Linked DNA regions of Mus musculus: regions 1, 3 and 4 are each linked to region 2. Evidence: chromatin contacts called from public HiCAR-type and promoter capture Hi-C data. All regions are on one chromosome and are shown on one strand. Each heading gives the region's core, a stretch centred on a gene start, on an enhancer-like site or on the middle of the called end of the contact. The rest is flanking DNA. Distances are from core to core; before and after follow the strand shown. Region 1 holds the start of Aff4 (AF4/FMR2 family, member 4). Region 2 holds the start of G3bp1 (GTPase activating protein (SH3 domain) binding protein 1). Region 3 holds the start of Zcchc10 (zinc finger, CCHC domain containing 10). Region 4 holds the start of Fam114a2 (family with sequence similarity 114, member A2).

What was found. HiCAR-type assays count read pairs that join an accessible place to other places. Capture Hi-C pulls out chosen DNA fragments and counts their contacts.
Region 1: a promoter capture Hi-C map of adipose tissue shows a contact between it and region 2, with 3 times the contacts expected there. The contact joins the promoter of Aff4 here to the promoter of G3bp1 in region 2. A contact is called at or near these places in 1 of 39 promoter capture datasets (pre-B cells), 3 of 115 datasets of contacts at active chromatin or transcription factors (large pre-B cells, neural progenitor cells and regulatory T cell precursor) and 2 of 9 other capture datasets (adipose tissue and liver).
Region 3: a contact with region 2 is called in a promoter capture Hi-C map of adipose tissue, with 4 times the contacts expected there. The contact joins the promoter of Zcchc10 here to the promoter of G3bp1 in region 2.
Region 4: a HiCAR-type map of astrocytes shows a contact between it and region 2, with 8 times the contacts expected there. The contact joins the promoter of Fam114a2 here to the promoter of G3bp1 in region 2. A contact is called at or near these places in 1 of 484 Hi-C or Micro-C datasets (B cells), 16 of 115 datasets of contacts at active chromatin or transcription factors (astrocytes, cardiomyocytes, craniofacial prominence and 11 more) and 2 of 9 other capture datasets (adipose tissue and liver).

Annotation. Positions count from the first base shown.
Region 1 is chr11:53,348,769-53,356,147 of GRCm38.p6, reverse strand. It overlaps Aff4 (AF4/FMR2 family, member 4), which reads right to left and starts at 5,381. Exons shown (of 21, transcript NM_033565.2): 1 at 5,019-5,381.
Region 2 is chr11:55,465,035-55,472,049 of GRCm38.p6, reverse strand. G3bp1 (GTPase activating protein (SH3 domain) binding protein 1) reads right to left here and starts at 2,298. Exons shown (of 12, transcript NM_013716.2): 1 at 2,249-2,298.
Region 3 is chr11:53,322,197-53,329,685 of GRCm38.p6, reverse strand. Zcchc10 (zinc finger, CCHC domain containing 10) reads right to left here and starts at 4,997. Exons shown (of 4, transcript NM_026479.4): 1 at 4,945-4,997; 2 at 2,259-2,417. The coding sequence starts at 4,985.
Region 4 is chr11:57,515,027-57,522,131 of GRCm38.p6, reverse strand. It overlaps Fam114a2 (family with sequence similarity 114, member A2), which reads left to right and starts at 3,488. Exons shown (of 14, transcript NM_026342.3): 1 at 3,488-3,559. It overlaps Mfap3 (microfibrillar-associated protein 3), which reads right to left and starts at 3,467. Exons shown (of 3, transcript NM_180599.1): 1 at 3,420-3,467.

The sequences.
Region 1 (7,379 bases), core at 4,132-6,631, 2.1 Mb after region 2:
CACTTATATGGCAGTTTACAATTGTTTATAATTCCAGTTTTAGGGGATCTGACACCCTCACACAGACATACATGGAATCAGAACACCAGTGTTAAAATAAATTTAAAAAAAAAAAATTCCAGAGCTACCAAAATCAAAGAGTTAATCAGAGAATGAAGAGTCTGCAAAGGAGTAGGCATAGTGGTGCATATCTTTATATCAGAAGGCAGAGGCAGGCAGATTTCCAAGTTTGAGGCCAGCCTGATCTACATAAAGATTTAGAACAGCCAGGGATACATAGAGAGATCCTGTCTCTAAATAAATAATTTTCTTTAAAAAAAGGAGAGTGACTGCTAAGAACAACAGCAGTCTCAGAAGTTAAGGAAGAAAACAACAGTATAGAGGAAATAAGATAATAGCAAGTATGGTAAGAAGTAAGGGAGGAAGCAATGACCACATAGTTTGGCCACACAGGATTACAGGACTTGATAATCAACTGGCAGATGAATGAGAAACCAGGTTGAAGGTTCAGGAGTGGAGAAGTGCACAACACTACCTCTTCTGCCCATTAAAAGTACGGAGACATAGGTAGAAAGATCACAGTTCAAAGTCATCCTCAGCTACAAAATGAGTTCAAGTCAGCCTGGGTTATACAAGAGACCTGGTCTCAAAAAGCCAACAGAAAAAACACTTCTAATGTGAGCTAAATCTAGCTTACTCATATAATTATAACATATAGAAAATACAAGGACCAGAAGTACTATATAAAACCAAAGAGATACATACATTCAGCACAACCCAGGCTGTGGAATTTCAAAAGCCTGGCTTGGTAGTGAATATCTTTAATCCCAGCACTAGAGAGGTAGGCAGATCTCCATGAGTTCTAGGACAGCCCTGTCTAAATAAAACAAAAACAAAACAAAACAACAAAAATGTAAAAAGAAAAAAAATCTACGAATCTTAAACCATGGTGGTTCACAGTAATCCCACCATTTAAGAGATGGATGCAAGAGGACCAGAAATTCAAGGTCAGTCCAATCAGTCCTTCCACATCTTGCTAAACCATGAGTTACCAAAAACAAGGGCCACCCTCCCAAACTGAAGAAATTTATAGACAAGAAGTTATCATTGAAGCTAATGCTGGCAGACATGCTCAAGAAATACTACTGGGCCCTTCCATGAATCTTGTGAGTGAGTGTGTGGAGATGACAATTAGTAGACAACAGGATAACATCAAAATGGTGGCCATACAAGGAGACAGCAACATCATGTCAGACACCTTGTGTCTAAGTGTCTAAACAATGGCTGTTTAGCAGAGGAGTCCAAAAGGGCCCCAAGAAACTCCCCAAAGGGCCCATCAGGCTGTGGTGTAGAACTGGCTCATGGACATTTTCATATGAAACTTTTTGCTAAATATATTTTTGTGATACTCAGAGGGGAGAAAAGGCAAAAAAAAATACATGCATACATACATATATATATTCATATATATATATATTGAGAGAGAGAGAGAGAAATTCAAGGCCAGCACCAGCTACACATTCAGTTTGAGGACAGACTGGGCTATATAAACCCTGTCTAAAAAATTTTTTTTAATTTAAAAATAAGATTAAAAGCTAATTCCAACATCTAAATAAAACTAAATTGAACCAGAACTAAATTGACTTGGCTCTCCTTCTCTCTGTGTGTCAGTATCACTAAAATTCTCAAGGTGTGGTCATGTCTATAGTCCTAGAACTCAAGAAAGAGGCTGAGACAGGAAGAGAGCTGAAAGTTTGAAGCCAAAATGACACAGAAGACTTGTATCAAACAAAACAAACAAAATAAAAACTGCCAGTGAAAATGAACATCAAGCTAAATGGATCAGGTGGTAAGGCAAGAGTTAATTAGAGGGATATTTTCAAGGCCAGCCTGGTCTACAGAGGAGTTCCAGGACAGCCAGGGCTACATAGAGAAACCCTGTCTCAAAAAACCAAAAAAGGGGGAAAAAAAAAAAAAAAAAAAGGATATTTATTATTGTTATCCCATGTACTAGATAGTGTCACTCCAAATGTAACAAGATGGCTAATAAGAGTAACAAAGTAACAAAGAAGTGTATCTACTCAGATTTGAACCTTTAACTACAATGTATTCACAGTAACAACTAGCAAACACTCTCCCAGAAATGAATTCATTGTTTCAATTTTTCAGAGGAACTAAAAAAAGTAAAAATATGAGGACTACAGAAAGCTGCAAAATCTTATTTATAACATGTAGCAAAGATTTTTATCTAGAATGTTTGTGGAATCTAGACATGCTTGTAATTTGGGAGGCCAAATTAAAAGCTGGGTATAGTAGTACAAACCTTTAATCTCAGCACTTGAAAGGTAGAGACAGGTGGATCTCTATGAGTTCAATGCCAACCTGGTCTACATACAGCAAGTTTCAATCCAGTTGTGGATACAAAATGAGATCCTGTCTCAAAAACAAACAAAACGGGCTGGTGAGATGGCTCAGTGGGTAAGAGCACCCGACTGTTCTTCCGAAGGTCCAGAGTTCAAATCCCAGCAACCACATGGTGGCTCACAGCCATCTGTAACAAGATCTGACGCCCTCTTCTGGAGTGTCTGAAGACAGCTACAGTGTACTTACATATAATAAATAAATAAATCTTAAAAAAAAAAAACATATCTTTAAAAAAAAAAAAAAACAAACAAACAAAACAAAAACCTTTGATTTTTATGAAAGGCACTACAAAAAAGGGGGAAGTTTCCATACATTTTGAACTCCATTTTAGGCCAATAAGTAGTCAAGAAGAAGAAATACCTGTTAAACACCTGTTTTCTTTGTTCTTTTCAGGTACACATAAAACCATGACTTCTACCTTACTACCTCAAAAATAAATAGATTAATAAATAAATAAATAAGTAGAGCCATAGCTTTTAGCAGTCTTCATCTTCCATAGCACTTTCTGAAGCTAATCCCCATTTCCCTCCTTTCAGATACTGATCACTTACTTGTTCATCTAACTTTAGGTTACCTGTAAACTCTTAGATCGGATAGATAAACTATTCCAACCTCAAAATGCTATCAAATTCAATCTAACTACATAAATACTGGAGAGGATAGAGAGTTAGAATAAACTCACTCTGAAGACACTACAGTAGATCTTTAAGAAAATCACAACATGCAAGTGGAATCATTGTTCCAAAAGGGATGCAGTAACCTGAAGACAGAAGAGACCACATGAATCTGAATGTAAAACTATGACATACAGAACATTAACTAAAATAAAAACATTCTCTTTATAGGAATTAATCACACAACTTCACCAAGCACTGTATGTCACCTTACACCCCCAAACTGTGCAGCTTGATCCAAATCACACACCTCTAAGCCCACCCCACCCCAACCAAACAGTAGAGATTTGGCTTTTGGCTATTCTCAAGACTCCCTACCTTGTCTCCACCTGAAGCAAAATTTTACTTAAAATGTGCCTACTGTTCCTACAGAGCCAACAAAAATCAGCCTGCAGATAGCCACAAACTGAATGACAACTGCTGGTATTCATTTAAAAAGAAAAGAAAACAGACTGCGTCTAGGTTTTCAGGAAGTTCATCATGAAAGGCAACTTTTTGAAAATAACTTTTTAAAAAACAACTTTTTGAGACTTTTTGTTTGGAGACTGAGGGCTGCGAAAGTTAGTGACAATAAGGAACATAAACCTGAAGAAGTTGAAGAAGCCAGCTTTGTTAAAAACCAAGTGGCCACTTGCCAACACTTCTTTACGCATATGTGACCAAAGACGACAGAGTCTAGGCTTCCTCTTGGTCCACATCAGCTTCTCATCAAATCTCGAATTAAAAAGAATCTCATAAACATTTCAATACTGATAAGTTAAAAGGACCATCCAAACAAAAGAGTTTATAAAGCTTCGGAGAATCAACATGGAAACAAAGCTTTAAGCTTTGAACCTCCCCCCACCACCACCTCGGCTCCACAAAAAGCACACATTTTAAATGTCACACAAACAGCCTATTCACGGGCACCTAGGGCTTAGATTCCGGCACTGGAAAGGAGGCTAGCTTCAGTTTAAAACCTCAGCGGGGAAGAAAAACCAGAATTCTGACTTGCAACTGACGAAACTCGGAGAACCCTGAATCGAACTCTTGGTTCGAACTTCACTCACAACCATTTTCAGATCAGGGCTCTCGACTCCCCATAAAGGTGTCATCTGTGAATGAAAAGCCTAATAAGGAGACCCCACAAACACCCTGGGCTCCTGTACCCCATGATCCGTTCTCAGAGAGTGGGAAGCAACAGCAAAGTGGAAGGAACAAAGCACTGACGTCAATTACGAGATTAACCCTGCGCACAGGCAGCTGGGGAGGCCTAAACATCAATACCCAAAGCCCGGCCATGGCGATCGCCAGGTACCAGGCCGGTTCCGAGCGGGAAGGAGGGTTTCTCCTATTCCAACCCAGGTTCCCATTTTTCCACTCAAACCCCATCGACCATCAAGGACGGAAATTAACACCCCCCCAGCCTCCCCCCCTTTTTTTTTTCTTTCGGTGGAGGGGAGGTGGGAGAGTGGGGGTGGGGGGAGGTGCGCAGGATCGCGAGAAGGAAGGCGAGAACTAGTTGAGAAATGATAGCCAGAATCTGGGCCTATTTTCTCTTTAACTAGGAATGACTTGAGTCAGACGAAGGAAAAATTTTTCAAAGGATAAATCCGCCGACCGAATCAAAGGGAGGAATGGAGGAAGGGACAACGGGGGGGGGGGGGGAGGAAAAAAAGAAGAAACGGCCAGATGATGGGCGTCTGGAATGTCGGATGGGAACGGCTTGGCCTTTAAAGAAAAAAAAAATGATTTTTCTTGTTTGAAATTGATTTCGGAGAGAAAGTGGGACGAGAAAACGTAGGGCGAAGCCGGATCCAGGGGCCCCCCGCCCCGCGGGTCTCCGCCAGCGTCAGCGGCCGGAGCCTCGCCTTCCCCGCGGCGCGGCCGCGCCTCAGACGTCAGTCAGTCAGTCAGGCAGGCAGTCAGGCGGCTTCTCACCTCCAGTCCCCGCTCCGCTAGGCCCGAACCATTTCCCGACCGCGGCTGCGGCGGCGGCGGCGCCCGGCCTGCACCTTCACCGGACGCGCATTCGGGCCCGCCCAGGAGGCGGCGACCGGCTGCCTGGGGCGAGGGGCAGCGGCCGATCCGGAGGCCACGGGGAGCCGAGGCGGCGCACCTCACACCGCGGACGCCAGGGTTCCGCCCCGCTCCATGACGGCCCGGCCGAGCCCCGGACGGGTGACTGAGGCGGGGGCGGGCTGACGGGGCCCTGGCACCAAGATCCCCGCCCCGTCCGCTGGGGGCGGCGGTGGCGGCGGCGGCGGCGACGACTCGACTCCCGCAGCCGGGACTGGGACTGACGCAGTGGCCGCGGCCCATGTGACCAGGGCCGGGCTGCTGCGAGCGTCACGTGACCAGGCCGCGCCCCTCCCGCAGGCAGCGCGGGGGCTGCGGCCCTGCTGCTGCTCTGGAGGCGGCGTCGGCGGGGCTGACGCGCGGGCTGACGTGCGGGGGCGCCTGGGCCCGGGGCTGGGGAGCGGGGATGCGAAGCGCGGGTCGCAGCAGGTTCCGCGGGGCCGCACCAGCGTCAGACCCGGGGACAGAACCCGGCCCGGGGCACACGCCCTCCTGCGCAGCCCGCTAGGGAGGCGCCGCGGGGCGGGGCGCAGCCCGGCCGACCGGTTTTGGGGTGCAGGTGAAGGCCCAGGCCCTGCCGCCCGTGTCCCGCAGCGCACCGCAGGAGTAGAGAGGGAAGGATGACGTGGAGGTCCGCAGCGACGTCGTCCACTGCTGCGTGTGACTTACTGTGGGAGGATAAGCCGGCCCTGCATCGTCTTAAAAAAATAAATAAATAAATAAATAAATAAGTAAATAAATAAATATCAGCCTCTGTGGGCTACTTAGTGGATTCAAGGCCAATCTGAGCTACTAAGAAAACCCTGTCAAAACAACACACGGCGACACACACACACACACACAAACACCATCGCTCTTAACATCCTGCTAGTCCAGACAAGCCATAATTTAATTGGAATCAGTAATTAGACAAAGTTTTAAGGTTTCCTAGAATCCAGTAATAGTAGCGCAAGAAAAGTGTCCTCTTCCTCTACATCTGAAAAACATACAATCCTGTCATTGGTGTCCCATGTCTCTTATCTGCTTTCTTTATTTGATGGTACCTCATGCAGATTCTCCACCTCTAACATCTTGAAACACTTCACTCGTTATTTGTAGTTTGTAATTTCACAGTTTGGAAATCCACTCAACTACACACGAGTTCTAAGCCATGTCTCAAAACCACTATCGAGGTATGGTCTGGCGCACACCTTTAATCCCACCACTCTGGAGGCAGAGGGAGGAAGATTTCTGTGAGGCTGATATACATATCCAACACTGGGCAGGTCAAGGATATATAGTGAGAGCCTGTCTCAAAAAGAAAAACACTAAATAAATCTTAAGTTTTACATAGGGTTTCCTCTGTGTAGCCCTGGTTGCCCTGGATCTCACTTTGTAAAACAGGCAGGCTTGGTGCTCAGAGATCTGCCTGCCTCTACCTCTGCTTCCTAAGTGCTGGGATTAAAGAAGTGTATCAGTGTGCCTGGCCATCTTTTCTACTTCCTTATGAAAAATACTGGTGGTGGTGAGATAGTTCAGTGGCTTAAAGGCACTTGCCCACAATCTTGGTGACCTAAATTCTATCCCTGTAGCACACATATATATCTTTCCTTAACAGGTACATTCACACATCACACTCACATATAGACAGCCACTTGAATGCTACAACAGGGGCCCAAACTGAGGATGGAGACACATGGATGTAATCTCAGCTACTCTGCAGCTTGGGGAAGGAGGATTGCAAATTCAGCAAATATTCCTAAACTGTATAGCAAGTTTGAAGCCAACTTAAGTAATTTAACAAAGTCCTGTTTCAAACTAAAAAAAAAGGGGGGGGGAGGCATGGGAAAGGGCTAGTTATTACTTTGGGGAGGCAGAGTTCTGTGTTCATCTGGCTGGCCTCCAATTTGGAGATCTGCCTGCCTCTGCCTCCCTAGTGCTGGGATTAAAGACGTGCACGACCACTGCCTTCCCATAGTTACTTTTCTTGTTGCTGTGATGAAGCAACTTGATGAGGGATGACTGGCTTGCTATTTGAGACAGTACAATCTTCTGTGTTGGCCAGGGACGATATGGTAGCTAGAGCCTAATGCAGTTGTTCACATCTGGGCAGATCAGGAGGGAGAGAGATAAAAGCTGGGACTCAGCTACTGTCTCATTTTCCTCGTTTTATTCACTCTGGTACCCAAGCCCATGAGATGGTGCCGGCTACATTCAGGATGGTTCTTGTTCCTCAGTTAATCA
Region 2 (7,015 bases), core at 1,049-3,548:
CCAGATGTGGTGGCGCACGCCTGTAATCCCAGCACTTGGGAGGCAGAGGCAGGCGGATTTCTGAGTTCAAGACCAGCCTGGTCTACAAAGTGAGTTCCAGGACAGCCAGGACTATACAGAGAAACCCTGTCTCGAGACAAAAAAAAAAAAAAAAAGAAAAAAGAAAAGAAAAGAAAAAGAAACTGCGCAGTGTAGTACCTGTTAGAACCTTAGCTCAAAAGACACCTCCACCAGCAGTAACCTCTGACCTGCTCGGAAGGGAGCAGCCAAGGCGGTCAGTCACTGCTTCAATTCACTGCTTTCTGACACTGAGCTAAGGAGTCAGTTTCTATCTATCCCTATCCTACTAAGCACCTGCCTGAGGCCAAGAGTCTTTTGAATGTGTGGGGATGAGATTAATAGCCATCCCCTTCAATTCGATCATTTCCCCTTGATATATCTGACCTCAGTAACACTACCTGGACTCAAACTTCCCAAGTTAGAAAGCAGGTCACTGCCTTATTTTAAAAGGTGATGAATTACTAACATTCGCCTACCCCTCCGTGCAGGTTAAGTAGAACCCGTTCCAAGGAAACAATGTTATATTCAGAAGCAAGGCAGTTAAATTCAGCATGCATCCCCACAGCGTTTGGTTCTTCGTTGCCACTTTGTTAAATGTCAGTGGTCTTTAACTTTTTGCAAGGATGTGCCCCTCAAGAACTAGTCCTGAAACTTCTGTTGTAGTCTTCGATGTGAAACATCTGCCATTTAACGTGCTTTCTAGCCAGGGGTTAAAGGCAATCCTCAGCATAGAAAGATAGGCTGACCACAGATCCTTGAAAATAGCTTTGCAACCCGTAGAAGTCAAACCAAGTAAGTACTAAAATAAATTACTCGGTTGGGCTTAGTGGAGGCACCTTAACTCTTGGCACCGAGAAGATTCTGAGATCCTCTTGAATTCCAGGCCAGGAAGGGCTCCACAGTAAGAATTTTTAAAAAAGGCAGTTGATCATCGATGGTTCGGCAGGAGACCTAATGGCTGTGCTTGCCAACAAACCCAATCGGTGACTGTGACCCACTGCACAATAACTGGACACTGGACACCATCCTCTCCCCAGCAATTTCAGATGTGACTTATTTTTGTGGCTCTGGTGACTGAACCCGGGGCTTCCTGTATTCCATGCCAAGTGCTCCACCTCTGCACTGAAGCCCGGGCCGGTCCTATCCAATTTCAAACTTTAACTTCAACTCTTGTAAGAATTTAAACACTTTGTTTCCTTGGACTTACGACCTTCTCAAACAAAGGTTTTTTTAATCTAAGTTTGTTCTGATTCACAACTAAAACATTCTAAGTTAAAAAGGGGTCTTGAAGAGTCAAGATCTAATGTCAGAGTTTGACTTCCTGTTGGCGGGAATTTCCCGTTACCTCGAGGTGCGTTTCGGACCTGCTGAGAGGCACACTCGATTACATTACACTCACTGTATTTTTCTCTATTTTTCCCAGAAGCTAACTTGGAGGCGCATCTATCTATCTATGTAAGTGCGAAGAAAGCTAAGTCTTCCTTTGTCATTCAAAACCCCACTCCTAATCTCTTCTCTGGAGTCCCCCACTGGCTCGCAGATGCCACCACGGGACTTCTTATACTGGGGTTTGCACCTCAGATTCAAGAGCTCAGTGGCCGATGGTGTCCCACAGCCACGTAGCCTGCACAGATGCCTGTCCTTTCCCTACAGAGGGCCTTGATTCCACCTCGTTCTCCTGTTGACTGGACCTACCTGATTGCACCCAGGTGACCGGGAAGGGCGGGAAAAAAGGGAACTCTCGGCATAGTGCAGGGGGAAACAGTGGGGGGATTGGAGAGATCACGTCTTGGCGTGGCTGTCTCTGCACCACTGAGCCCTTGAACCCGGGGTCGCGCGCCTCCGTTCTGCAACCCTGGGAGGCGCGATCACGCTCTCAGCTTGGGCTCCCCCAACCCCCATCCCCATATCCGAAGGCTTCCTTAGGGTCCAGGCCCAGCTATACCATCCGGAAGAGCCGGCGCGCGCCAGAGAATGCGCGTGGAGCACGCAGGGCCGGCCAGACGCGTGACGCCCGCCGTTGGTGCGGTGGACCACGCGCGGGCCCTAAAGCGCAGGCAGGAGGCCGCGCCGGCCGTTGGTGGGGGTGGGGACGCGCCGCGCGGTCTCCCGGGGCGCCCCGCTCGCGGCCGCAGCTCGGCTCATGCCCGGCCCGCATCCGATCAGCCCCACCCGCGGGCCCAAGTACCTGCGCGGCTGAGCGGGAGGACAGGGCTGCTACGTGGGAGGAGGTGGCGGCGTCCCTCGCGCGATGCCGCGGCACGCGTGCCCGCCGCCCGCTATATAGCCGCGCTCAGCCGAACCTGCTGCTCCCGGTCGCATGCAGGGACCAATGGCCGCCTCGCCACCGCGCCCCTTGGCTATGATTGGACAGCGTCTTTGTCTAGAGGCCGAGCTCCTGAGTGGCTGCCGCATCTGCCTATAACTGAAGGAGCTAGAGCCCAGATGGACACGAAACCTCGCCAATACTCAGATGGTCTATAAAAATGAGGGCGGGATGCACTGAGAGCGACACTCAGACAAGCCAATAGTTGCATGCACCCGTTCTCATTGGCTTACATTTCTTTTTCTGGGCGGAAACCCACTGTCCAGGCAGGAGCGGTTGATCCACAAGGTGGGGCCCGTGTACTTTGGGGAAGTAAACCCCATGCAACTAGGAGGTAGGCGCGGGCGGGGAGCAAGGAAGCCCCCAGCCAATCGCAACACCGAATGGAGCTGATTGACAGGGAGGGATGGCCCTCTCCAAAGGCAGCCCCAGGGCCGCCGTGCCCTCTGGAGCGGTTAAGAGGATGGACTAGCTGCGTCTTCCGTTCCCTTTCCTTTCTCTTCCTCTTAGGTTGAATCCTGTCCTCGAGGACCGGTCTCCCGCCTTCCCAGGCGACTCTGGTACCCGGGATCTAAGTAACAGTTTCCCGGGTTTTGTTTTTTTGGTTTGGTTTTTTTCTCTTCGCATCAAAACTTTTTTTGCATGCATTTCGGAAGAGCAGGAGCTGCTGACCCTTAGCATTACTCAGCACGAATGCAGTGGCGACCGAGGACAGCGAAACTGGCTTGGTCGGCACCCCAGAGCATACCGCGAGGCAGCCTCCCTGGCGTTTGGGAATGCTCTTGTTCCCGGGTGGCTTCCAAGCTGGCGTGCCCGGGTGGCTCCTGGACGTTTTCAGGTTTTCCAATCTTGTGATTGCAGAGACAACATCCCATCTTTGATCACCCTCTGGCTGGCGAAAGTTATAGGATGCGTCACCACCAGCCATTGTCACATGCTTTTCAAACTGAAATGGGAACTTTACCCAACTCCTAGGCAGACACGCCTAAGGTTCCCCCATAAAGGCTCCAGGGTCCAAATAGTAGTACCTCAGTCTGCTGCTGACCCCAACTCGGGGGGGTTTTGTGAGCCTTCTGGCCACCATGAGCATTTTATATTAAGAGCTGTGATCCAAATGCTAAACACAAACTAGACTAGTCTGTGTTCCCTGGAGGCAGGGAGAATTCCAGGCCATCCTGAGCTACACGAGTCCAAGGCCATTCTGAGTGACATGAAATCCTGAAAGCAAGCTAAACTCGCATTAATTTGTTTTGTTTCAGGGCTTTTCGAGGCAAGGTCTCCCCTTGTAGCCTATGCTGAGCTGGATTTACCATACCCTAGGCTGATCTCGAACTCGCCATCCTCCTGCCCTAACCTCTTAAATACCGAAAATACAGGTGTTAAAGTGTTACAGCGAGTTTCCAAAAGGAACACGTGCACAGTTCCCACGTGCAAAGGGAAAGGGCTCGCCCAGCCCAGGCTGGAAGGAAAAGGCAGCCAGGCAGAACCTGGAATCCGGAAGCCAGGAACCAAGAGACAGTGCAGTGCTCCAGCACTGGGTCAGAGCCTATCAACAGGCAGCTAGCATTGAGCCTCCAGTGGGAACCTCCTTCTAGGAACGCTTGGTAGGATTGCTAGCCCAACCAAGGAATGTGGGCTTTAATTTGGAGCTGTAGAGGCTTTGTTGGTTGGGTTTGTTTGTTTGTTTTTTCGAGACAGGGTTTCTCTGTATAGCCCTGGATGTCCTAGAACTCACTTTGTAGACCAGGCTGGCCTCAAACTCAGAAATCTGCCTGCCTCTGCCTCCCGAGTGCAGGGATTAAAGACGTGCACCACCACGCCCGGCTTGTTTGTTTGTTTTTAAAAACAGCCCTGGCTATCCTGGAACTTCTCTGTGCAAACCAGATGTCCTCTAACTCTGAGATCCCCTGCCTCTGCCTCCCGAATGCTGGAATTAAAGGGATGAGACCCCACACCCATCTGGAAGGCTTTTTTGTTTTGTTTTGTTTTTTTGTTTTTGTTAATAAACCAGGAGATTTGAGATTCGTATTGGGTTTTGCAGGGGAAAAAAATTGTAATACCTTATTCAGAGAGCTTTGGCAGATTTTCACAAGAATTCTTTTCAATACAATACCAGTGTTCCCCGCTGGCTTTGCTCGCTGGCTCTCTCTCTCTCTCTCTCTCTCTCTCTCTCTCTCTCTCTCTCCATATTGTTTGTTTAAGTAATAACATAATCACAGCCTGGAACTCATAAACACCCTCCCCATTCTGCCTCAGCTGGAATTAAAGCAGTGCACCGCCAAAACTAGCTTTTAAAACACTATTTTAAAGATTTTTTTTTATTATTTATTTATTATATGTAAGTACACTGTAGCTGTCCTCAGACACTCCAGTCAGATCTCGTTACGGATGGTTGTAAGCCACCATGTGGTTGCTGGGATTTGAACTCCTGACCTTCGGAAGAGCAGTCGGGTGCTCTTACCCACTGAGCCATCTCACCAGCCCTAAAGATATATTTATAAGGGGGGGAAAATCTGTAAAGATACATATCTTTTTTTGTTGTTTGAGAATCGTATACATGCATGTGAAGTGTTTCATTCAAGGCCACCCTATTCCTTCTCCCCCTAATTCCATGGGGTTCCCACTGGGTTCATATAGTACTGCCACTATGTGCATGGACGTAGGACAATCTACTGGAGCAATGGGGGCCTATCTGGTGCCCTCCACCTGAGGAAACCTGACCTTCTCTCTCCTAGTAACCAGTTGCCAGTAGCTCCTCAGCTAAGGGTAAAACTGCTGAGCATCCTCTGGCTAGACTTCTCCCAGGTGCATGCTGTCACTGTCACTGTAGGTTCATATGGGCAGATGCCCTGTTGTGTCCTGAATCGTCCCACTGTCTCTGCCCCCATTCCACAAAGAGCCATAAAAGGTAATACTGGCATCCCATTTAGGGCTGAGAACTCCACAGTCTCTTATTCTAGCGTGCTGATCAAATCATGAGTCTCTGTGTTCACCACCGTCTACTGCAAAAAGAAGCCTCTCAATGAGAGGGAAAAAGTTTTTGTAAAGCCAATGATCGCACACAGGCCCTGAGGTCTTCCAATCGTGGGGTTGGAGTTAGGGCTGGGGGTGGAGGCGGGGGCAGTCCTCTATAGATTTCATGAAACTCTGTAAACAAAGGCTTACTATGGGCTGGTGAGATGGCTCAGTGGGTAAGAGCACTGACTGCTCTTCCAAAGTTCCTGAGTTCAAATCCCAGCAACCACATGGTAGCTCACAACCATCTGTAATGAGATCTAACGCCCTCTTCTGGTGTGTCTGAAGACAGCTACATTGTACTTACATAATATAATAATAAATAAATCTTAGAAAGAAAGAAAGAAAGAAAGAAAGAAAGAAAGAAAGAAAGAAAGAAAGAAAGAAAGAAAAGAAAAGAAGGGCTGGTGAGATGGCTCAGTGGGTAAGAGCACCCGACTGCTCTTCCGAAGGTCCAGAGTTCAAATCCCAGCAACCACATGGTGGCTTACAACCATCCGTAACAAGATCTGACTCCCTCTTCTGGTGTGTCTGAAGACAGCTACAGTGTACTTACATACAATAATAAATAAATTAAAAAAAAAAAAAGAAAAGAAAGAAAAGAAAAGAAAGAAAGAAAAGAAAGAAAGAAAAGAGAGAAAGAAAAGAGAGAAAGAAAAGAGAGAAAGAAAAGAGAGAAAGAAAAGAGAGAAAGAAAAGAGAGAAAGAAGAGAGAAAGAAAAGAGAGAAAGAAAAGAGAGAAAGAAAAGAGAGAAAGAAAAGAGAGAAAGAAAAGAGAGAAAGAAAAGAAAGAAAGAAAAGAAAGAAAGAAAAGAAAGAAAGAAGGAAAGAAAGAAAACTTACTACAGGGCAGCATCCTTTGTAACAGAGAGAAGTCAAAGCTAGGTATCTTGTTGCAGGCCCAGAGTACTACCACTGTGGAAGTAGGATTACCACTCTACGTGGGAGAAAGAAAGAAAGAAAGAAAGAAAGAAAGAAAGAAAGAAAGATAGTTGTCAGACATAATAACACTAACAAATACAATAACACAATCTCCACTTCCAAGGGGCAGCGGGGCAGCCACCAAATCATCCATCAGATGAGTCTACAGGTATCAGTACAGAGCTGTCCAAAAGACCTAGAGCAAAGAAGCAGGCAAAACAGATACATTATGCCAGGCATAAGACAGGTCAGCATGGCAGAAGCTCCCATGGAAACACTGAAGAGCCAGGGCTGTCCAGGCCCGCCTATGTCTGTGTCTTTGCACTGGCAAGGAAGAAGTTGAGTCACAAGAAACAGTTAATGATTACCGAGAGCGGGATGTACTTTGTCCCAGTGGAGAAAACAGGTTTAGATTCCATTCTGTACCCTTTGCCACTGTGATTTTTTTTTTCTGTTTAATTTTTTTGCTGTTTTATTTGAGTCAGGGTCAAACAGTCTGGCCATTAACTTCTGACTGTTGGCAGGACCTCCCAAACCTATGACATCATATAGGCGACAGCGCACCTGCAGCATATTCCCAGAATCCTCTTGGCTTACCTACCTTTACCTGCGTTATGTCATTTTCCATATAAATAAGGAGAACGCCCCCTCCCCTTTCTCTTCCCCCTCCTCCCCTCTTCTCTTTCTGCTGCC
Region 3 (7,489 bases), core at 3,748-6,247, 2.1 Mb after region 2:
TCTCAGCCCGACTTCTACCCTGTGCTTGTACCTCAAAGGTTTCCCAAATGAGTCTCTGCTCCCTGATGAGGAGAGTAGGCTCGATCCTGCCACAGACAGAGCCAGCACGGGCTTCACTCTAACCAATCTCCTCAGAGAATTCTCCTTCAAAGCTTGCGGAGCTGTGTCCATTTCCACTTTCTGAGGTATAACAGAAGGTGATTCTGTTAGCTGGGGGCAGGCACTGCCTTGTTTTGTGAGACCACATTACGGAAAAGCTTTCAGTGGTAGGGTCAAACATTAGACCATCCTCAGTGTCCAGACTCCAGCCCTGGCAGAACTGAATAATGAGTTAATTCCAGACAGGGTCTGACCACACAGCTCCGGGTAACGTTTAGTTATGTAGACCAGTTAGACCTTGAAATCATAGAAACCTACCTGCTTCTGCCTCCTGCATGCTGAGATTAAAGGTGTGAGCTACCATACTGGCTGAGTAGATATTTATCGTTAGAATCTGGCAAAGTTTAGTATTAACTCAGTTTCTAATTTTAATTTTTACATTCATTCTTGAGAAACATGATTTGTTCAAAGAGATGAAGTTTTGATACAGAATTTATCAAAGCCACACAATGTACTCACACACACTCACACACACACACACACACACACATACAGAGGAGGACGGGGGAGAACATGTGTGGTACTGGAGGGCTCATGCAGGCTAAACAGGGCCCTGACCACTTAGCTGCATTCTTAGCCTAAGGTGAGAATGCTTGTTCTCTGTCTTTCTACCTGCTGCTCTGCTTCTTATCTTCCTTTTACACTCCCATCCCCGTATGGCCCTTTCGACTTTCAAGTCTCATGAGCTCCATACCTGCCCTGTTTCTCTCTCTCTTAAAGCCCCCCCCCCCTTTCCCCACTGGTGATTCTATTTGCTTGCTATGGAGCAGCAATAAAGATGGCAGTTAAAGCTTCTCTGTGGTAGGATTAGGGCCATTTGGGTACATGCCCAGAATACTCTAACTGGGTCACATGGAGACTACTTAGGGTTTGCTCTGTTTTGTTTTTTACTTCTACAGCCCACACTGATGTCCACAGCAGCCACAGTGCCAATTTACACTCCCATCAATAATGAGTAAAGCTGCTCTTTACCACAGTCCTTGCCCTTTTGTCTTCCTGACGGGTGGCCACTCTGTACTGGGTGAGACGGAAGATAAACCTAGTTCTAACTTGCTTTTCCCCTGTGGCTAAGGATGTTGGACACCTTTAAAAAAATATTCCGCAGCCATTTGTAGTTTTTGTAACTATTAAATTTCTTAGTCCAAGTTTTAAAATATTTCCATGTATAGTGATTTTAGTTCTTTGCACACTGTAAATATCAGTTCTTAGCAGGCAGAGATCCTAGCCCAATTGGTAGGCTGGTTTGTTTTGTTTCTCACTCATTTAGTGATTTTACTATCCAAAAGATTTTTTAATTTTATAATGTCTTTTTTGTCAATTTGAGAAAGGGGTGTTTTTGAAGATAGGATGTCACTATAGAACACTGGCTGACCTCAAATTAAGAGACCCACCTGCCTCTGCCTTCCAAGTGCTATTAAAGATCGGACCACCATACCTGGCCCTATTTGTCAACTTTGGAGACAGAGTCTTCTATAGTCTGGGCTTGTTTTGACTTACTATATAGCCAAGGATGACCCTGATACCTGACACTCCTACTCCATAAATGCTAGCCCGGCTCACTGGCCATGTGAGGATTTCCCTGTCTTGTGAGAGTGGGACCAGTGCCTACGGGACATCATCTCTCACCGTTCTCAACAGGACCTTTGGGTGGGACTAAGGGCCTCTCCAGATTTTGAATTTATAAGGTGTAGGGGAGGAAGTCAAAAAAAGAAAACCAAGAAACAAGTTCTTACAGATTCCTTTTTGGAAAAAGCATGCATTAATTCAGTGATCTATTATTTTTTAAAATTTGTGTGTGTGTACATGCTCACATACATATAGGTACATATATGTGAGCATACAAAGAGGTTAATAATAGCTACCTTATTAGTAGAGGTTTGAGGTTTAAATATGCTAAGACTTATAAAGAGGACACATAGGGCCTGGACACAGAGTGGCCACTCATTAAAAACCAGCCGATAGCATTGTAAGCTGGATGCGGCGGTACACACCTGTAATCCCAGCACTCAGGAGACTGAGACAGGAAGACAGCAAACTTGAGGTCAGCTGATTCTGTAAATATTTTTATAAGTTCCCCTGGATATTACATGTAAACCTACCTTTGCAGCAATAATCTATTTTCTTTTTCTTTTAAAGCTTTCTTCAGCTCTGCCGTTCTCGAAGGTCTGTGTAGGTACTTTCTTTTCCCTTTGCATTCATAAGTCCAATGTCCAAATTCCAAGCATTTCTGACATCTTACATGTTGCTTATTGGCTTCACTACAAAGAAAATAACAGAATACAAGCCTTAAGTTTTGTCTTGGGACACTTTCTGACCTGGAAGAGCATTAAAGTATCACGTGATGTTGACTCTAGCAAGCACACAAACGGTGTTCAAAGCGTGCAACCTGGGGCGCAACAGGAACTGAGTCTTGCTCTTCTAAGCCCAGTCCGGTATTTCATGCTTATAGTCTTTCACTTTGCAGGCCAATGTGGGAGGATGGCTCTGAGTTTAAAGTTAGCCTGAGCTACAGAGCAAGAGACCCTGTCTCAACAAAGCAAAATAATAAAAACAAAAATTTTGGGCTGGTGAGATGGCTCAGTGGGTTAGAGCACCTGACTGCTCTTCCGAAGGTCCAGAGTTCAAATCCCAGCAACCACATGGTGGCTCACAACCATCCGTAACGAGATCTGACTCCCTCTTCTGGAGTGTCTGAAGACAGCTACAATGTACTTACATATAATAAAGAAATAAATCTTTAAAAAAAATTTTTTTAAGTTTTTCCATTCCAATAATCATGTATTCGGACCAACATTTTTAGCTCAGAAGACAAAGGATAATGAAGGTCCTTATTTGTTGTAATGCTAGATATCAAACTCAGAGCCTCCTTCACAAATGCTCTACTACTGAGCCAGACCCCCTAACCCATTAAAACACTTTTAAGGCTGGGAAAAGGGTGGGTGGATAAGGTGTTTGCTGTAAGCCCAAAGATCTGACCCCCAACGACTTGTCCTCTGACCTCTACTCCTATTCACACATAAATGAAAAAGCTTGTTCATTTGGTTGGTTGATTCTGCTTTTGATTTTTTTCCCTGGAACTCCATCTATAGACCATACTGGCCTCAAACTCATAGATCTACCTCTGCCTCCCAAGTGCTGGCATGTGCCACTGTGCCTGGCTATCATTCTTTTTAACTTACTAATAAAAAATGGTGGTGGTGAGACAGCTCAGTGGGTTAAAGACACTTGCCACACAATACTAGGATTAAAAGTGTGAGCCACCATACCCAGCTTGGCCTAGCCTTGAACTCACAGACCCACTTGCTTCTGCCTCCTGAGTGCTTAGATCAAAAGCACAATCCACCAACGTCAGGCCCAACACTCGGGTTTTAAACTCATAAACCACAGCTTAGGTCAAAAGCAAAGTGCGAAGCAATGCAGGTATTAGATGTATAAACTGTTTCCTTTCAGGTTCGTATTATGACTTTTGATAGGTCTGAGAAATACAACATGACATGCATGTCACACAGCCATGCAGAGTGGGTATGACATTACTGGAGGGTTTTAAGATGAAGTCTTATTATGTTGCCCAGGCTGGACTCAAATTCATGTTCAAGTAACTGGTCTCCGCCCCTTACATCGCTTACACCACTGAATGGGTAGTTATTGAGTTGGTTGGTTTTTTTTCTTTTCGGAGACAGGGTCTCCCTACACAGCTGAGGCTGGCCTGCAGTTTGCTCTTTAGATCAGGCTGGCTTTGACTCAGTGCTACTCCACCTGATTTTGCTTCTCCAGTGCTTGGATTAAAGGCATCTGCCACCAGGACTGATAGTTACTGAGATTCAAACTGGGCATGGTGGCACAAGCTTTTAATCCCAGCATACTGAAGGCAGTCAGATATCTTGAGTTCGAGGTCAGCCTGGTCTACAGAGTGAGTTCCAGGACAGCCAGGGCTACACAGACAAATCCTGTCTCTAAATCTGCCCAACCCACCCCCAAATTCTAACAGACTCATAGCAAATATACCATTTCCTATCTTTCCCCAAATCCTCTGCTGACTCAGTCCTTTCTATGGCTTTTAGTCTGTTTTCAAATGTCACCCCTCACAGATGAATTTCTAGAACTGACTTGAACTGGGCCTTTTGCCTTTCCTCACCACAGCCTCTTATCCCCTTTAAAGCTTAACTTTGTTTTGTTTTTAGAGAGACAGGGTTTCTCTGTGTAGCCTTGGCTGTCCTGGAACTCACTCTGTAGACCAGGCTGGCCCCGAATTCTGAAATCTGCTTACCTCTGCCTCCTGAATGCTTGGATGTACCATCACCATCCGGCTCCTACAAAGCTATTTAAACCACTAGCTGTACTTGTTTAGAGTATCAACAGGTTCCACAATAAAACTGTTAAGCTGCGTAGCTTGAATACATTTTTCTTCAGAGAAACTGTCTGTGAGTGATTGTACTAAAATAATTATTTACAGTGAGAGCTGCAGAAAGTGAAACGGTCGATGGGGAATTAATAGGCATTGCAGACAGGCTTGTTTCTAGAAAGGGCGATAGGAAGGAGGCAGGTACGCTGAAGAGGGAAAAGTTTGGGATCTTGAGAGGGAAGATGTGGGATCAAGCATCCAGGCTACCCTTGACATGTGGACCGGACAGAGGAACACAGACCACCCAACGACCAATTCTTGGATTCATTTCGAACTCTCTTCAAATCCCGCTCAGTTCAGCAGCCTGCGCCCGCTCACTAGCTAGCGGACAGGCGTCTGCACGCCCCCAGCCCTCCTGCACACCCCACAAGCATCTCACTTACGCTTTCCTTCGAGCTATGAGCCGATGCATGGGAGTCGCCATCTTGGAGCGGCTGGAGTCTGCCGCACGGGTTTTTGGGAAACTAGCACCGGTGGGCGGGTCCTTAGAAACCTCTGCGGTCCTGGGCGGGGCCAGACGGGCTCAATTCAGAAGAGGCTAATGGTGGCCACTAGCTGGTTTGTCTTTTCTAATGTGGGCTTGTGTGTTCAGTATGAATAGGGTCTTGAAGGGTGATCTCAAACCAGGGGTCTGTAATACATATGCAGTGGAATTTTGTAGTATTCAAAAAATCCTAAAAAAAAAAAATCCTGTAATCCAGGATTTTGGAGGCTGAGGCAAGAGGATTGCTATGTTTTTGAGGCCAACCTGGGAAAACTTATGGCCCTAGCTCAAAACCAAACCAAACAAAACCAAAAAGGCCAGGAAGTAATGGCCCACATCTTTAATTCCAACACTTGATGGGATTCACGGCCAGCCTCATCTACACAGGGAGTTTCAGGAAAACCAAGGCTGCACACACAAACTGTCTCAAAAAACAAAACACCAAAAACCCCAAGAAATTACAGGTGTCGTCATGATGACTGGATCATTCTGATTTTGTTGTTGTTTGGTTGGTTTTTTGTTTTGTTTTGGTTTTTTTTTTTTTGTTTTTGATTTTTCTTTCAAAGATCTGCGTAGAGGATTTTTTGGTCTTTTTTTGAGACAGGGTTTCTCTGTGTTGCCCTGGCTGTCCCGGAACTCACTCTGTAGACCAGGCTGGCCTCGAACTTGTAAATCTGCCTGCCTCTGCCTCCCAAGTGCTGGGATTAAAGGCATGCGCCACCACTGCCCGGCTGTGTAGAGGAATTTTAATCCAGCAACATGGCTGCTCTGGAAAGGAATCAATCATAAGTGATGGGAGTACAGACATGAGTTCCAGGCCAGCATGGTACAGAGAAAGTTTCAGGTAAAGAAATTTAGTTCCAGGTGTGGTGGCACATTCCTTTAATCCCAGCACTCAGGAGACACAGGCATGCAGATCTCTGAATTCTACTCAGTTTGGTTGAGTCTTAAGAGAGGAGGAGGGGTAAGGGGAGTGGAGAGGGAGACAGGACCAGACAGAAACACCATGTGTTTGCTTGGGATTGAACTCAGGACCTCTGGAAGAGTAGTCAGTGCTCTTAACCTCTGAGCCATCTCTCCAGGCCCCTCTTTTTTTTTTTTTTTTTTTTTAATTGTTAAAGATAACATCTTTAATTTTTCAGGCTGGCCAGAAACTTAGCTCAGGCTAGTCTAATTCCCAAGTTATGACACAAGTTTCTAAAATCAGGATTCAGGATGTAGAGAAAGGAGGACAAGGAGGTTAAGGCCAACCTGGGCTATATAGCAAATATGAGGCCAGCCTGGTCTCCAGAGTGAGTTCCAGGACAGCCAAGGCGACACAGAGAAACCCTGTCTTGAAAAAATTTTTTTTTATATCTACAAAACCAAATCACTCTTCATTAGTCCTCCTCCAGCCCATACCTGACTTATTGCGTTCAGGCATTTGTTTTCCCAGATAAAATCTTTTTAAAACTTCTAATTGATTCTTTGTGGATTTCACGTCATGCATCCCAGGCCTGCTCATCTCCCCATCCCCTCTTATCTGCCCGTCTTCCAACCTTCCCCCCTTCAGATGAATTTCCTGAGTGAAAGTTTGGGGCCTTGAGATGTAGCTCTGTGGTAGAGTTTTTACCCAGTATGTGTGTATTAGGTTCTCTAGAGTCACAGAACTCATGGGTAAGAGAATTTGATGACTTACAGTCTGTACTTCAACTCCCCAACATTGGTCCAAGGATCTAGCAGTAGTTCAGCCCCACGAGGCAAGAAGGTGAAGAAGATAGAATCTTCCTTCTTCCAGTGTTCTTATATAGTCTCCAGCAGAAGGTGTAGCCCAAATTAAAGGTGTGTGCCATCATGCCTGGATCTGGGACTTGCTTTGTCCCAGATGACCTTGAACTCAGAGATCTCCCTGACTTAATCTTCTGGGATTCATAGCCACTATGCCTCAAGATCTCCATGCCAAGTCAGAAACATGTATCTCCCAGCCTCCAGATTAGGATCATAGGTGAGCTTTCCAGTTCTGGATTGTAGTTCATTCCAGATATAGTCAAGTTGACAACCATGAATAGCCATTAATGAAAAGCTCAGCTCAGGAACTTTGGGAAGGTCATGAAACTCTGGCCCTCCGGAAGGGAGAGGTTAATTAACATTTCTCAGACCACAGGGCAGGAACAAACCTGCCAGTGGGGACATATTCTGCAGGACTGACCATTGCTCACCTTCAGACAAGCGAAGTCCTTGTCACCTCATTCCCTAAAGACCAATCAGTTTAAAGGGTGCACTGTTCCACCAATCACATTGTGCCTAGTTGCTGATGCTCTATTCTGCCCCTGGAAAACATATAAAAACTCACCTGAAAGGGTACTGGTGGTCGCAACCTCTCCTTTGGGTCTGGGACGACCCTAGTTCACTGAAACAATAAATTCCTCTTGCTTTTTGTATCGATCCTGGCTCCACATGGTTCA
Region 4 (7,105 bases), core at 2,239-4,738, 2.0 Mb before region 2:
ATACAAACTGCCACACAGTTGACAAAGTGGCATTCCAAGGTGGCAAGGAAGAAAGCAAATGGAGAACAGCTTGCGTGTCCCCACCATCCACTGCAAAGAGCAAACACAAGTTGTGCGGCTTGCCGCTAGTGTTGCCATGGGGATCTGTGATATTGCAAAGTTAGTTCTAGGTCCAAAGAGATGGTCCAAGGGGTAAAGGCACTGCTGAACAAGCCTGGAGACCCGAGTTCCATCGTGGGATCCACATAAAGGTAAAAGGGGAGTATTCAAAAAATGGGGATTCATGAATGTTAGAAGTGTGACCCCCTTTTAAATTTGGCAATTCCAATACCACGCCTGTCCTCTGATCTCCACACACGCACCATGGCACACATGCTGCCTGTTCCCATACACACACACTAAATGCACTTATTTAAAGTTACTATTATTCAAACAGAGGTCATCATTTTGAAGGCCATTTACTTAGAAGTTTCTAGTTTATATTTCCAGTCATTTCCCGAAGCCTATCACGCTACCCCCAGACATATGGACGATTTCAGCTCAAATGTCAACATATTTTCTGGCACAACAAAAAACATTTTCTGTATCCATCAATGGTAGTTTGAACAGGTTTGGCTCCCACAGATTCATGTGTTTGAGTAGTTGGCCTATAGGGAATGGATCTATTGGGAGGTGTGGCCTTGTTGGAGGAAGTGTGTCACTGGAGGGGTGGGCTTTGAGGTCTCCTATGCTCAAGCCCCACCCAGTGTGGAATTCCAGTCTCCTGTTTAGCTGTAGAACTCTTAGCTCCTCCAGCACCATGTCTGCCTGTATGCTGCCACGCTTCCCGCCATAATGGACTGAATTTCTGAAACTAAGCCAGAGCCAATTAAATGTTGTCCTTTATGCTTTGGTTATGGTGCCTCTTCCCAGAAATAAACTCCTAAGAAACCATCCTTTTTAGAGCTTTGTCTAAATGCCAGTATCTGACTTGTATCCTTTTTTGGCACAGCAGTGACTGGAAGCGGGTGGCAGGATGTCTGAGAAACGGGCTTAGATTCAGGACCTTCCCACCTCATTTTCTTTCCTCTGTAGTCTGAAATTAAGGAAGTTGCCACTGTATCTTTAACTCAGTAGATAAAGCCCATCACGGTAACCCCATACACAGCTTAGAGGGAATCCACTGAAGCCTTCCAGTTTTGTAACGCCAAAATTATAGGATTATATAATTTAGTGGTCAGAAGAATGGGCTCTGGAGTTACACGTACCTGGTCCTTGTTCTGAGTGAAGCCCAGTCTGGAAAAGCCTTTGTTTTCACATCTACTGAATGGGGTTAGTAACGGTAACAATCCTGGAATGTCTGGAAGCATGCATGGATGTAGGTACATTACAAATACATGCTATTGTCATTATTACACTTTTTAAGATACTTTCCAGTTAGGTCCTACTGTATCTGCCTAGATCACAGTCCTTTTACCCCATCTGGGTACCACACTTATTTAAATCCAATCTAACCGCTTGTGATATATCCAAATACTGTCTTTCAAAGAAAAACAAAATCTATTAGGAGACTTCTCACTATTTAGGAGATAAGCTTAAAACTTCAGATAGCAGTTGTAACACTCTGGGAGTTCAATATGTAGGAACAGTGCACACGTGCACAAACTGCCTGAAATAGTTTGTAATTTGGTATGGTCTTAAGTTGCACCTTTATCACTTGCTCTGATGTGCTCGAGGCCGCTTAGTTTCCATATCTGGATGCTGATTCCATTATCATCCCCTTCTTTGCCTAGAATCATACAATGTTTCCAGTCCCCACACAAAGCTTCAGTTACGTGTGTCTTACTCTCTACTGTCTCTAAACTGTCTTCAACCTCACATTCTGGTTCTAGTTGTTCCTTTTGCTTATCATTTCCTTTCCCCAGTAACAGCTTCCCATGAGAAATTAGAGAAACTGTGTTTCTGAGAAAGGTCTCATGTAGTCCAGGCTGGCCTCGAATTTGCACTCCAAGGTAAACTTGAGCTCCCCTCCTGCCTGTACCTCCATCTGCTAAATGCTGGGATCACAGACCTGTGCCAGTACTTCACCTGGAAAATAATCTTTATAGAAATGTCAGTTATCATTTAGTGACTTACCATTTTAAAGCTACTTCTTTTTTTGAGAGTAGTTTTGATTTCTTAAATGGAATGTACTGGCAGTAGTAATCTATTTAAACAAAACTCTTCAAAATTCTTGGTAAGTTTAAGTGCAATGGACTCTAAGACCAAAATTTTTCAGAATTGTCACTATAATACTAATGGCAACATGTAAAAGACAAGACAGTTACTAGTGGCCCAAGATACATTCCTATACATTTTTCCTTTACAAAAGAAAACCAGAAGAAATCTTTTTTCTGGTTTATTTGTTGGACCAGACGTTTTTGTTTGTGACAGGATGTGGTTACTTAGCTCTGGCTGGCCTAGAGTTCACAATGTAGCCAAGGCTAGCCTTGAACTTGCAAATCTTCAAAGGAACAGGCATTTAGTAAGGTCGTAGAGAATATCAGCATACGGAAATGTAAAGAATTACTATTGAAAGTAAAGTCAAACATTTGAAGGGTTTTAGGAAGTGGCAGTTACATCTGAACACTGATGTAAGGGATTGAACAGAGGAGGGGAATCTGTTCCTTTTTTTTTTTTTTTTTTTTTTTTTTTTTTTTTGTGCTCAGGATCAAACCCAGGGTCTTGCACATGACAGGCAAACGCACTCCCACTTAGCTATACACCAACACAACACAACAGCGAGACACTCGAAAGCAAGTCTTTAGGGTTTCAGGTGCCCCCCCCACCCCATATTTTAACACAATTTTGCTTAATGTCTTCTTGGATAAACTGCCCAGGGACAAATGAAGCGATGCACTGCACATCTAAAATTACAAATCAAAAGCATATCACTCTCCTGCTTAGAAACTATCAATTACTTCCCATCGAGTTCCAAATTTTAAGTCAAACGCCTGGTCACCGACCTCACAAAGACCCAGTGCCCAAGTTCTCCGCCCCCCCCCCCCCCCCCCGTCTCCCTTTACTATTTATTCAAAACCTCTACTCCTCCTCCCTACAGGCAGGCTTCCCCCTTCTCACTTCCTCACTCAGTTCCGTTCCATCACCGCATTTAAACTTGGACGAAAGCACTTAACTACCCCCTCAGATTCCGTTGTTTTGATGGTGGTGGTCTCCCTTCCTCACCACCTTTGCAGTGAGCTGAGAGCAGGGCCCGCCCTGAATTCCCAGTTTGTGTCCCGGATCGTCGCTGGCCCTCGAGTATTCTGGAAATACCTCATGGCGGAACCCCGACACCCACACCCAGCCTTCACGGAGGGCGGACATCCTGGCATCCCCCGTGTCCAGCTTCAAGCATCCTTTACCTCTCAGGAAGCCACCGGAGCAGCGGATTCACTCACCTCTCTGCAGTCAGCGCCTTCCGCCCTAGAGGATGCTTGACCCGGAAGTACTCCTCGACGGCGACCCCGCCTCCGCGCTGAGGTCAGGAGTACTTCCGCGACGGTCGGGTCGGATCGGCGAGCGAGCGGCGGTGGCCGCGGTGAGGGGCGGTGTCGGGGTTGTGGGGCTTCCGGGTGAGGGCGGCGAAGGCTGGGGGGTCTCGGGGTCACGGGTTGAGGGGCTGCAACGCTTCCAGCCATGTTTGGTGGGCTTGCCGGCCGAAGGGCTGGAGAGCTTGTTTACCTGAGGCCTGGGGGTGGGACCTGCGTGCGGACGTGCGGAGACGAGAGACCCGCCACGTTAGCTGGGGAGTCGCCGCAGCCTGCAGCTGGGGCTCCCTGTCGCACGGACCGGCGGCAGCGCTGACCCCAGGCTCGGCTTCCAGCTAGTCAGCCACGCCAGCCACGCCGCCTCCGGGTAAAGGCGATGGTCACGCGTGTGCTCTGGGCATATTTGTGTCTCGACTGTGAGGCGCCTTGTTTGACTTCTCCAGTCACCTGGATTGTTCTCCTCCAATCAGGAAAAACCATACCCGGAAAACATTAAATAGTACAATTCCGTATGTCTGGTATGTGTTTAATCTTACTTATAGGAACGGTGGAGAGGGACATCACCACTCACGAATCTTGTCTCCTGACTCAGCCTAAACTCTTGGCACGTCCTCGATGCTTATTAAAATCTCTATTGTGCAAGTGAAATAATAGGGACAGCTGGAGTTTACTAATCGGAATGTTCTAGTTTCATAAAATTTAAATGAACGTATGCAATATGTGCGTTCTATTTGCTTACATAGAGCAAATCGAGAGACTATATATTATATGTTGTAACTCGGAGAAAGAAGAAAAAGGTAGCTCTAAAACAGTGTCTATACAGCTGCAAGAACACCTTCTGAACTTTGGGCAAGCATGTCGGTGTCTTTTTGTTAGATCAGCCTTTGGACTGACAGGGGCAGAAATTGCCTTACATATCTTCTCTGTCTCCAGAACTGGGTCCATATGCAAAAGGTTCTTGCCATGAATAAGTTAAACGAGTTATTTTTCTATTTTTCTGAGTTAGTTTGCATGGCAATTGGTACTTGTGTATGGAATTTTTTTTTTCTATGAGTTTTTGGGACAGTTTAATATATGCATATCGTGTACCCATAGAGTCTAGGCAACACCTTTTTTTTTTTTTTTTTTCACGTGGAAGAGGTTTTATTGGGAGGGAGAGACAAGATGGCAGCAGAAAAAGAAGAGGAGAGGAGGGAGAACACTAGGCAGCATATTCTTGGTCTACCTTTCTAGCCTGTCACCCTTGCTTCTTCCCTAATAGAGACATGACTCTAGGGGATTATATCATGGCTCCCTGACCTTTCTTCTGTGCTGTCTCCATACCCTTTGTTTGTTTACCTTCCTGTTGCTGTGATAAGATACCCAGACAGAAACAAGGAAGGCGATCTTATTCTGAGTCACAGTTCGCTTGTCCAGTGGCAGGAAGGTCACGTAGGAAACTGGTCACTTTGCACCCACAGTCTAGAAGCCGAGAGCAGGGAATGCTTGCCATCAGCTGGCTTCTCCTTTTGACACCTTCCAGGATCCCAGCCTTTGTCATTGTGCCACCCACAGTAGATGGGTCTTCCCGAGTCTGTTAACCTCAGCAGGACAGTCTCCACAGATGTGCCCAGAGGACTCTCTGGTGGTTCTAGGCATATCAGTTTGGCAACTGAGATTGACTGTCATAAGCCTGAACTTTTCTTTATCTCATTGGCATTTTCATTCGTTAAAATCTTAAGCATATTTAAGGTAGACATTACAAACACAGATGCATGCATGGTCTAATTGGATTACTATAAAAGAATACTATAAATTTGGAGATACTAGAGTATGAGAGAATGCTGTTCAAATGCGAAAGGATTCAGCAGCCATTTGGCACCAGATAGGTCTTACCTACTTAAGTGTCCCTGTTGCATTATCTTTTACAAGGGGACCTAGAAATGTCATTTTGTTTCTATGGAAGATGAGACTTTAAATGTTAGCAACTAATTAAAAAAAAGGTTTAAACAGTGTGGACTAATTAAAAACCCCTGTAAGTTGTAGTTAGCTAACAGACTTCCAGTTTGTGATCACTGCTCTAGGTACACTTTATGAATCATTCTCTGATGCTTAGACTGTCTTCTCTATTCTTTAAGTTTTGGTGTGTGTGTGTGTGTGTGTGTTTTGAGACAGTGCCTCACTATGTAGCTATCTCTGTCCTAAGACCTACTTTGTAGACCAGGCTGGCCTTGAAATCTCAGAGGTCTGCCTTTGCCTCCGTCCTAAGTGCTGGGATTGAAGGCAAAACGCCACTAAGTATTTTTTGTATGTTCTTCAATTATTGTGCTATAACCCATCTGCCTTTTTTGTTAATTTTTTTAGTGCATTAGAAGCATTGGATTTATCTTGCTCTTAGTGCATGCCTGAATAAAATGTTTGTCAGCATACCTGGTGTGTATGTTGTATGTGTGTGTATGTTCATTGGTGGTAATTGGTTATTCTGGAAACTAGCATTTCTCTTAGTGGGAGTACCAGTGACACGTTGGCTTTAATTGCCGAAGAGCTGTATTCTTGGAAGGGATTGCATTGGATAACATTGCTATTCCACAGCTGACCTGAGGGACCAGTGGATGTATTTAGGTGGTAGAGCTCTTGCTTATCATGAATGAGGTCCTGGATTTGATCTACACACGGCAGAGTAAATGAAATAAAAAGTGGAATTCAATTAGGCTTTGGTTACATTTGACCTAACTATCAAAACAGTATTAGGAATATTTGTAAAGAATATTAAAAAATTGAAAGCTGATCTGACATAGTTTAGACAATGTCTGGAACAATTAAAGTCAGAATGGATGTTTAATGATAGAGTTTTTTGAAGGATAGTCTAGTGAAAGAAAAGATTGATAAACTGGTTTCATCAAAATGAAAACTTTTCATTACATGACCCCATGAAAATAATAAAAAGATAGGCGTGGTGACTCATGTCTGTAATTCCAGCACTTGGAAGCCTGAGGCAGGAGGATTGCCATAAGGTAGTCAGCAAAGAGGGAAATCCTGTCTCAAAAGACGAAGTAAGACAATGAAAAAAAGATGGGCAACTAGATGTTTCTTAGAAGAAAATATTCAGATGGCAAATAAGCACTTGAAAAGATGTCAAGTGTCTTTAGTCTTGAGGAAATGAAACAGAAGCCACAGTGCGCTACCACCACATCACTTACAAAAATGGCTCAAAGTAGCGGGGAAACCTCATCAGAATGCAGAAAGTTTTGGTTATTTGTACTACTCTGGAAAAGATGACAGTTATATCTAAAAATAAGCATGGATTTACTATGACCCATATTATTAATGTAGTCTTCATTATTTATTCCAGAGAAAAGCTTATGTTCACATAAATACCTGTACGTGAACTTTGTTTTAATTGTATGACAGCCTCGTGTTGGAAACTGCAGATTACCTTGAATGGGCAAATATATTGTGATGTATATATGTATGTATGTATGTATCCATCCATCCATCCATCCATCCATCCCTCTCTCTCCCTCCCTTCACAATGATGTTACTGAGAAATTGAAAGAGACTTCTGATGCAACCATAGTAGAATGGAGGGACTTAGGCTGAGTGAAAAAAGTCACTCC